2 separate regions of the Gossypium hirsutum genome follow, and region 1 is linked to region 2. Evidence: chromatin contacts called from public Hi-C data. All regions are on one chromosome and are shown on one strand. The core of a region is the stretch at or near the end of the contact, and the rest is flanking DNA. Distances in the headings are between cores, read along the strand shown. Region 1 holds the start of LOC107946014 (probable pre-mRNA-splicing factor ATP-dependent RNA helicase DEAH2). Region 2 holds the start of LOC107946020 (ADP-ribosylation factor).

The links. Hi-C and Micro-C count contacts between places; a contact is called where the count stands out from the background.
Region 1: a Hi-C map of leaf shows a contact between it and region 2, with 2.3 times the contacts expected there. The contact joins the promoter of LOC107946014 here to the promoter of LOC107946020 in region 2. A contact is called at or near these places in 3 of 34 Hi-C or Micro-C datasets (callus, leaf and petal).

Annotation. Positions count from the first base shown.
Region 1 is chrD12:43,394,705-43,399,721 of Gossypium_hirsutum_v2.1, forward strand. LOC107946014 (probable pre-mRNA-splicing factor ATP-dependent RNA helicase DEAH2) reads right to left here and starts at 3,058. Exons shown (of 7, transcript XM_041106817.1): 1 at 2,608-3,058; 2 at 2,265-2,467; 3 at 1,083-2,167; 4 at 559-684; 5 at 228-466; 6 at 1-101. The coding sequence starts at 2,886. LOC107946012 (a long non-coding RNA gene) reads right to left here. Exons shown (of 2, transcript XR_001696803.2): 2 at 5,008-5,017.
Region 2 is chrD12:43,263,213-43,268,140 of Gossypium_hirsutum_v2.1, forward strand. It overlaps LOC107946020 (ADP-ribosylation factor), which reads left to right and starts at 2,612. Exons shown (of 7, transcript XM_016880201.2): 1 at 2,612-2,833; 2 at 3,920-4,076; 3 at 4,169-4,239; 4 at 4,643-4,762; 5 at 4,864-4,928. The coding sequence starts at 3,929.

The DNA of each region.
Region 1 (5,017 bases), core at 1,808-4,307, 130 kb after region 2:
GTCACAGTACGAATAAAATTCCGGCTTGTCAGGACATACTCGTTGTAGATGACCCACTCTGGCTTGTGATCCAGGCAATTTGATGGATGCAAGTGCACCACCTGTAAAATAAATAACACAATACACAGTTACATTCCACGCATGCACCTCCAAAATGAGAAAAAACTTCACCAAGAAACCAAGAAAGAAAGCCTGATCCAGAAACAGAGAAAACTATTTATATGGACCTGGTTGTCTTTAACTGTCAAGTAGTGCCCCGTGCGCTCCAGATGAGCTACCTGCATGAAATACCCAGCAAGCATGGCCTTTCTAATGTTGACATAGTAGTCACGGCTGTTGAAATCAGTGCTGCACAGCTTGAGATTAAACCTGGACATAATGCGCACGAGCTGTTGTCTAACATTATCAGCAGCCTTCAGCGCTCTATGGTTGATGAAATTCTCATAGCACCAAGATTGATCCTCGTCTGCAGTTTTCATATATTATAAGACTCTTAGGTTATTGCCATCAGAAAATAAATCTGGGTTGTTTTTGGGGGAAAACGGATGAAGTACTTACTGTTTTGTTTGTAAGCATGGTACACGTTCAAAAGTGTGAGATGATCACCATCGATATGCCCAAACCGAGCTTTTGCTTCATCTGCAGCTTTTTGTGCCTCCCTAGGCCGTACAAAGCAATTGGGTACTAAAGAAAGAATTGAGTTATCACAGAAGAGGCCCATGGTAGGTCAGCAGAGGCATACAGGCAAGGCGACACCATTTGCTTCATGAGAGAATACTGAGAAACTGAAACTATCTGCATCAGCACTTGCTTAGAAATCCTATGGTGCATGCCAACAGGGGCATGGAACCCAGACAAGACAGTTGCTGATGACAACCTAAGACACATTCCAGCTTAACTGTATCAACGCATACAAGCATATGCATGTAAACAGTTAAAACATCTAGTGTTGTGCACTAGCCGAAGTGCAAACACTCTTTCAGATAGGGACGATATCAAACAAGATATAGCCCCAGGACAACAACTTCCTAAGACCTGACTCAACAGAAACACAAAGCATGCTAGAAAACAAATAGAAGTACCTGAAAGCATGGCGGCAACTGAAAGAATCTCATTTGAACAGTTGAACTCAGAACTAACTACGAGCATCTTTGACATTTGAGGATCCAAGGGGAATTCACTCATGATCTCACCCAGCTTTGTTAAGTTACCCTCATCATCCAATGCTCCCAAGTAATTCAACACTTCCAATGCACGCATCAATGTCTCCGGAGCAGGTGGGTCCATAAAATCAAAATGTACCAGATCATCGATTCCCAGTTTCTTCAAGATGAGAACTGTATTTGCAAGGTTTGAACGTAATATTTCAGGATAGGTCTGCGGCTGCAGATCATTATTAAAACTCTTCTCAGTGTAGAGCCTGAAGCATTTCCCAGGTTGTGTTCTTCCAGCACGTCCAGATCTTTGATGTGCACTTGCCTTTGATATAGGAGATACCAATAAGGACTCAACACGCACTCGTGGGTTATAAACTTTTTGTTTAGAAAACCCAGGGTCAATAACATAAACAATGCCATCAATAGTCAAGGAAGTTTCGGCAATGTTTGTAGACACCACAATCTTCCTTCCAGGAGGGCCACCCTCTTTCACAGGAGGTGGAGCAGGCTCAAAAATCTTCTGTTGCATTGCTGGTGGAAGAGTTGAATATAGAGGCACTACTTTAACAGGACCTACTTGATCCCCCATGTTTCCTACTTCTTTCGTTATTTTGCGACAGGCATCTTCGATCTCCTCCTCTCCGGTTAGGAAAACAAGTATATCACCAGGAGGTTCACACATGTGTATCTGCACAACAGTCCGTATCGCAGCCTCCAAGTAATCCCTTTCAGGTTCCTGAGTGTAGAATATCTCCACAGGGTGAAGCCTACCTGGAACCTTCATAAGTGGTGCACCATTAAAATAACCCTGAAACTTTTCAGCCTCTAGTGTAGCACTCATAACAACAAGCTTAAGGTCAGGTCGATTCCTTAAAACTTCTTTCAGAAGCCCAAACAGCACATCCGTAGCCAAAGTTCTTTCATGAGCTTCATCGAGAATAATCACTTTATATCTTTCTAAAAGAGGATCTGTCATCGCTTCCCTTAAAAGCATACCATCTGTTAAATACCTGTCATACAACAAAAACAAAATAACCTTAAACCTCCTATTCATATCCATTTCTATACCATTAATACCAAATAAAAATCAGGAAAGTCAAAGCTTACTTCAAAACAGTCCTTGCACTACTGCAATCCTCGAAACGAATACTATAACCCACCTCCTCTCCAATAGTCACATCCATTTCTTCAGCAACACGACGTGAAACAGACATGGCAGCCACTCTTCGAGGCTGGGTACAAGCAATCATCATTTTCCTACGTTTATCCGGAGTTTCTATATCAACGGCGTCCAATACAAACTGAGGAATCTGCATATCACACAAAAAAAACCCTAAAATGTAACTACCTAATCCTTTTTCCTCAAAAACAGAAAGCCCACAACAATTGTTCATAGATAGTAAATCAAATTTCAATTTTTCAAAAATACACAGCTGAAAAAAGTACTAACCTGAGTAGTTTTACCGCTACCGGTTTCACCGACCAAGACAAGGGTTTGATTCGCCCTCAATACTTGCAAAAACTCTTCTTTTTGTTGCCAAACGGGGAGGGTTTTCCTCTTCTCCAAAATATCGTAATACCTTTGAGAATAAGGCCGTCCATTCCACTTGTTGATCGAGCTGTTGGCGTTCATCCCCGTTAAACCTAAACCGTTCGATTTCGCGATCTTAGCCGACGGCTCGTCCACAACATCAAACAAGCTCACCTTCCTTTTTCTCTCCGTACCCATTCAAAACTCTAAAATTTATGAATTTGATTGGGTCGGTTGATTAAGAGCTCCTCTATTAAAAAAAGAGGGGAAATATGAAAACCCTAGAAGTGGAAATCAGGTTTGGGTAAAAGAGGGAGGCTAGGGTATTTTGATTCTGGGTTATTTATATTTAATTATTTTAATATTTACGAAAATATCACTACTTGCTTGCTTGACTGCAAAGATAGGAGTAGAACTTTCTAGATTTACCAATTGGTCCCTAGTATTTGATTTATTTACTTACAGACCTACAACTTCGGTTCACATTTTTAAGCATTTACTTATAATTTTATTACAGGCCTTTCAGCCCAATTCTCCATATTTTTTCTTACGTTGGGCTTTTCAAGACCTCAGTTTGTCTGGATAAAAATTCATCTCCACCCACCCCTCAAACTCAACAAACTCACTATTGTGGTGCTTATGAAACTGTCAAGGTGGCTGCGGCTACTGGAGGGGCGATGTATAAGCAAGGGGATTGGATCTTTGGATTTAATCAATATTTAGGGGTATTTTAGATGGTTTGTTCTTTGTTTAAGAGAAAGAATATCAGAAGGTTGTGATCCACACAAATAACTTAGAGATAGTCAAAGTCATACAAGATGTTCATTTGACAGTCTCTTTTTCAGCTTTATTACAAAGAATTCATATGAGACTTAAAGGTAGATAACATTGGAGGATAAAATATATTTTCAAGGAGAGGAACCAAGTTGTGGATCAAATAGCAAAAATAGCCATGACAAGGAGTACAGACATGCAAGTGTTTAAAGACATTCTTGAAGACCTACTATCTGTTCTTGAAATTGATAGAATTGTTAATTTTTTATTATGTTTTGTATGTTTTTCACCATTTTTTTTTTGTGGTGCTTGGAAATTTTGAATATGCTTAAATTTGTTGAATTTTTTAGATTTAGGACTAAATTAATAGAATTTGTAAATATTAAAGGACTAAATTTGTTATTATGCCAATAAAAAATTCATTGTTAATGATTTATCGGAAGAGTGACTAAAATATTAAATTTCTATAATGTTTGCGACTAAAATAGAAAATTTTAAACCTAAGTAATCAAAATAGAAACATGCTAAAAATTGGGTGACTATTTTTATAATTTACCCTAATTTTTTTATCAAGTTGGCCTTTTCAAGACCCGAGTTTACCTGGATCAAAAATTCAATCTTTGTCTTTTTGAGAATTATAAAAGTAATTAGACATTATTACACGTAAGTAAAAGAAAATATTTTATGTCTTAAATTTTATTTAATAATGAAATTAGGTGGATAGTATTATTATTGAACATGTCTTCAATCCTTAGATTTATAATTTTTAATTATTTTATTTAAAGATAAAAAATAATATGAAGCCTATACGTGGTGGCAAATTGTTACGCGACACATTTCTGCTAAAACAATAGACTGGAAGTTCTTTCAGTCAGAGTTTTAGAAGAAGTACATCGGGGAACTATATTTAGAGGATAGAAAATAAGAATTTCTTTTGTTAAAACAGGGAGATCTCTCCGTAGTGGAATATACACGACTTAGCAAGTATGCTGTGGAGCTTGTTTCGATTGAAGAAGAAAATTGTAAACGCTTTCTATGTGGAATGCGAGATGAGATCAGGATTCAATTAGTTGCATTGAAAATTAAGGAGTTTGTTGATTTGTCCAAACGGGGAAAAATGGTAGAACAATATTTGGGATTAAGCAAGAAGTCTGAACCTTCTCGTGTTACAGGAAAATGACTCGATGCTCTTAGTTCACATTCAGTACCAAAACGAACTAAAGAATCTCGTGAGCATAGGAAGACAGTTGCAAGATCAACTACATCAAACAGAATGTGAGATCACCAACGCACCATTTATGTTTGCAGTGTAAAAGGGTTGAATAGAACTTCCGAGTTGTGAACATTGTGGGAAGAAACACTAGGGAAAATGCTAGAAATTGACTAAAAGGTGTTTTCGATGTGGATCACTAGAACACTTCGCTCGTGAAAGTCTGACAAACGAAAATGATAGACCTGATGTTACACAGAGAGCTGTATCAACAGTTAGGGGTCAAGGTTTTAGCTGAGGTGGTTAGTGTAATACCTAATTTTGCCTGGGCCCAATTTAAAAAAC
Region 2 (4,928 bases), core at 1,362-3,861:
AATTAACATTAGAAATTTTATTATAGGTATATGCATGTAAAAATCACGTATTTAAAATATAGATGTGTGTTTAAAAACAACATATAATAAATAATGAAATTGAAATGTATGGTCTGGAACTAATTAATAATAACACATGAAATATGTACGATGTTAAAATGAAAACATTAGATAACGTTGTGAGCAAAACGAAATTTAAACACAAAAATACATCATGTTAAGAATACTAAATGGATACACTCGTTTGTCATGTTGTTATCATCAATTCTAAGTTAATATCAAGTTAATTTGTGACACAAATATATAACAAATTTATATAGCAAATATATTTATTAAAATTTTACATAAAAACTAAAGTTTACTTTAGTTGAAATGGAAAGAAAAAGTTTTACATGTATATTGTATTTAGTTTAAATCTTGAGAATTATTTTATTGATTTATAAAAATATAAAAAGTTAAAAAGACCCACGTAATTATATAATTTATTTTGCAAATAAAACATTTTTTTAGTGATTTTCTAATTGAGTTGAGACTCGATTGATAGATGACATTAACTCAGTAAAGAGCTTTAGATGAATATTAATTACCATATTACTAATCTATTATTTATCTTATATTTGAAAATTACTTAGAAATGATTTTTGTTGCAACATTTCACATAAACTTATGTATTTTATATTGATAATAAATTCATACTACTATTTAAAGTGTTTGACTGAATTTGTACCACTCATCAACGAGTTTCAACCTAGTTTTTCTTTTTACAAGATAAAGAAATAATACAAGGGTGTTTATGTTTTTTTTTTTGCTTCATATTTTTATATTTATATAAAATTTTAAAAAAATCTACCATAAATTTGAACCTAAGACAACATGATTATTTTTAATATATTAACTTTATCATTTTAAAGAAAACTTTTTTTATTACATAATTTTGAAAAAAAAATTGTTATATATAATTTTTTTCTCTTATTGTGTGTGCCATAGTTTAGTATATATTTTATTTATTTATTTATCATTTTTAATTATTTTTTGTGTGTTTAAAGATAGATTTTTTTAATATTAATCTTTGATTTAATAAGAAAATATTTTATATTATTTGATTAAATAAAAATTAGGGTAAACAATACAAGTGGTTACCTAATTATGCTCGTAATTCTGTTTTAATCACAACTTTAAAATTTTTCAGTTTAATCTCTAATGTTCGAATTCGTTTCTATTTTGGTCACCCATCGTTAAATTGATAATGGAAAGCCTTTTTTTTAACTAACATAATAATACGTTTACTCCTCAATACTTACATATTCTATCAGTTTGATCCTCAAACTTCCTAACCAAAGATTTCAGCTTTTAAAATAGAGGCATTCCATATCTATTAATTATTTTATTTATGGTTAAAATTATCTAATTTGGTACATAACTCTTTTTGTTTATACTTTTAAGAAGTTTTAACAAACCACTATTAAAAATAATATAAAATAAAAAATTTAAAAGTATAATATATAATAAAATTATATAAATAATTTAATATTTGTAAAAATAATTTTTCACTCTAGCTAGCATAATTTTAGTTTTTAATTACTTTGATAAATGATTTGACAATAAATCAGATTCTTAGTGATAATTATTGCTTATTGTGGATTTAAAAATTAATAACAAATAATTAAAAATAAATAGAACACATATAATCTCTTAATTAGTTTATAAAATTTAAAAAAGGATTATAAATGTAACAAAAGGAAATTTAATTAATTCTTTCACATTTTTTTTCTTATGAAAAAATTAAATGCTCATAGTTTTTCTTATATAATTATTGATTGAATAATTGAATATTTTAAAATCATATTTTTTTAACTCTGGATTTAATTTTTAATTTCAAATACCAACTTCGAGGACTATTTTTATATACTTTGAAGGAAATATCACACTATTAACAATAAGAGTAAATCTAAATTGCTTTTTTAAAGGTTTCTTCATTTTCTTTGGCCAAAATTTTATCAATAAAATGGTTATAAATATTGTATTTAGAATTAAAAAAATGAAAAAAGAAAAGAAAAGAAAAGAAAAGAAAATAAATAAAGTTTCAAGATAAACTTATTGATATTAAGAATTGGCTTGGAAATTGACTTGTCAATCAAGAAAAGTTTTTTATTTTTTTTATTTTTTAGGTTTTACAAATTTATAGACGTGGAATGTCTCTGTTTTAACTGAAGTTTGAGCATTAAATTTATTGAATTATTTAGAATTAGGATCAAATTGATAGAATATATAGCTATTGAGAACTAAATATGTTATGCCAGTTAGAAAAAGGCTTTCCATTATCAATTTAATAAAATGTGACCAAAGCTAGAATGAATTCAAACGTTAGTACTTAAATTAAAAAATTTTAAAGTTGAGTGACCAAACAGAAATGCGGACATAGTTGGGAGATCATTTGTACAGTTTACCCAAAAATAAATATATTTTTAACTTTTGTCCACGTGGATTAAAACTTAAAACGATATTTAAAAATTTATCCCGCGATGGAATACCGACCTCCCATTCGCCCAACAGACAGCGATTCTAAAACGCGTGCATATCAAGCGTCGTCATAACGGCGTCATAAGGGACGAAGCTAACTAATGGCCGAAAATTTTTGAAAATTCAAAACGGGAAGACGGCGTTCCGTTAAAATACGATCCCTTTTTGAGATCTATAAATAGTTAAATTGCTCGGAGCTTTAACTCCGTGTAAAATTACACTGAAGGACGGTTCCTTTGATTTCGAGAGTAGATCTTCGCTCGCTTCTCTCTTTCGTCGAACTCCCCGTAATAATCGCTCATATTTCTCGCAGGTAAATTTCCATCTCTCTTTCTCAAATTTCCTCAAATATTTTTCGTTTCTCACTTTGTTTTATATATCTCTCCCGATCTGCATCTTACTTCTTTTTCTAAAGAGTTTTTCTTTTAAGATTTGACTTCAATTTTGTTTCGAAATTGTTGTGTCAAATCTTTTGAATTTTGAATTCTTCGCGTAGTTTAATCTGATCTAAATCTCGGAAGCGTCGTGAGTTCGTTCGTTTGCTCAGATTTGTATTTCTCAAATTGAATTTATGTTTGTTATAGATTGGATTTAGATTTCTCCTTTAAGTGTTGATCTGCTCAGAAATTGATGTGTCAAATCTTTTGAATTCTGAATTATTCGCGTAGTGGTATCTTATCTGAATCTCTGATCTTGAGTTCGTTGGTTTGTAATTCTCGAATTGAATTTATGTTTGTTACAGATTGGATTTAGATTATTTTTTACATGTTACTCTGCTCAGAAATTGTTGTGTCAAATCATTTTGAATTATTCGAGTAGAGTCATCTGATCTAAATCTCGGAAGTGAGCTCGTTGGTTTGCTCAGATTTGTATTTTTCGAATTGAATTTATGTTTGTTACAGATTGGATTTAGATTATCTTCTTTTGGTTGATCTGCTCAGAAATTGTCGTGTCAAATCTTTTGAATTTTGAATTATTCGCGTAGTGTCATCTGATCTAATTCTCAGAAGCGTAGTGAGTTCCTTGGTTTGCTCGGATTTGTATTTCTCTATTTGAATTTATGTTTGTTACGGATTGGATTTAGCTTCTTTTTATGTGTTGATCTGCTCAGAAATTGTGTCAAATATTTTGAATTTTGAACTATTCACGTAGTGTCATCTGATCAGAATCTCAGAAGCGACTTGAGCTTGTTGGTTTGCTCAGATTTGTATATCTCGAAATGAATTTATGTTTGTTACAGATTGGACTTGGGTTTTTTTGTGTTGATCTGGTCAATTCTGGCCTGTTTGGCTTCAAATCATTCCTCGAACAATCTTAATTTTGTTTTGAATTTTGTTCGTTGGATCTGCTTTTTTATTTTAAAATTAAGTTTGATGATTTGCAATTTCGTGTTTGGCAGACGTGAAGAATGGGGCTGTCTTTCACAAAGCTGTTCAGCCGGCTTTTTGCCAAGAAGGAGATGCGTATATTGATGGTTGGACTTGATGCTGCTGGTAAAACCACCATTCTTTACAAGCTCAAGTTGGGAGAGATTGTCACCACAATTCCAACCATTGGTAAGTCAATGATTTGCCCCATGGAGTTGTAACATTTTTTTTTCCTTCATTTGAGTTTTATTTCAAATTGAGATAACATTATAATCTTGTAGGTTTCAATGTGGAAACTGTGGAATACAAGAACATCAGCTTTACTGTCTGGGATGTTGGTGGCCAGGACAAGGTAACTAGTTTTAGTTTTTATTCAAACATATCACCATTGACTGTAAAGATTAAAGATTGCATGAAAGGAAAATCTGGTGTCTCTTTTGATGTCTTCTAGTTATTGCATTCTTACCATAGCTTGTAAAAGGGGATGATTATGGATGGGATTGTTTGCTTTCATACATTCTATGAGCAATTATCTTGACTACCTGAATATGGTGTTGTTCCGATAAAGGTAAAACACATGTTTGATGTCTGTGAAGTATATGCATAGGTTGATTGTGAGCGGTTAACATTGGTGTTTATGTTTTGAGTACATCTTAGATCTTGTTAGGTCTGTTAGATTTATAAACAAAGTGCTTATGGATTTTGTTCATCTCAATTATACACCTTGCTTCTTCTTTTTTTGACTTTCTTCAAAGATTCGTCCATTGTGGAGGCATTACTTCCAAAACACACAAGGACTCATTTTTGTGGTTGATAGCAATGATCGTGATCGTGTGGTCGAAGCCAGGGATGAGTTGCACAGGATGTTGAACGAGGTACTTGAGTACAAATTTTCTTATTACTGGTGCAATGATTCCAAAGAAACTATGGTTGCGAGTTTACTAAAAACATATTATTATTTTATGTTCATTAACAGGATGAGTTGAGGGATGCTGTGCTACTGGTATTTGCAAACAAGCAAGATCTTCCAAATGCTATGAA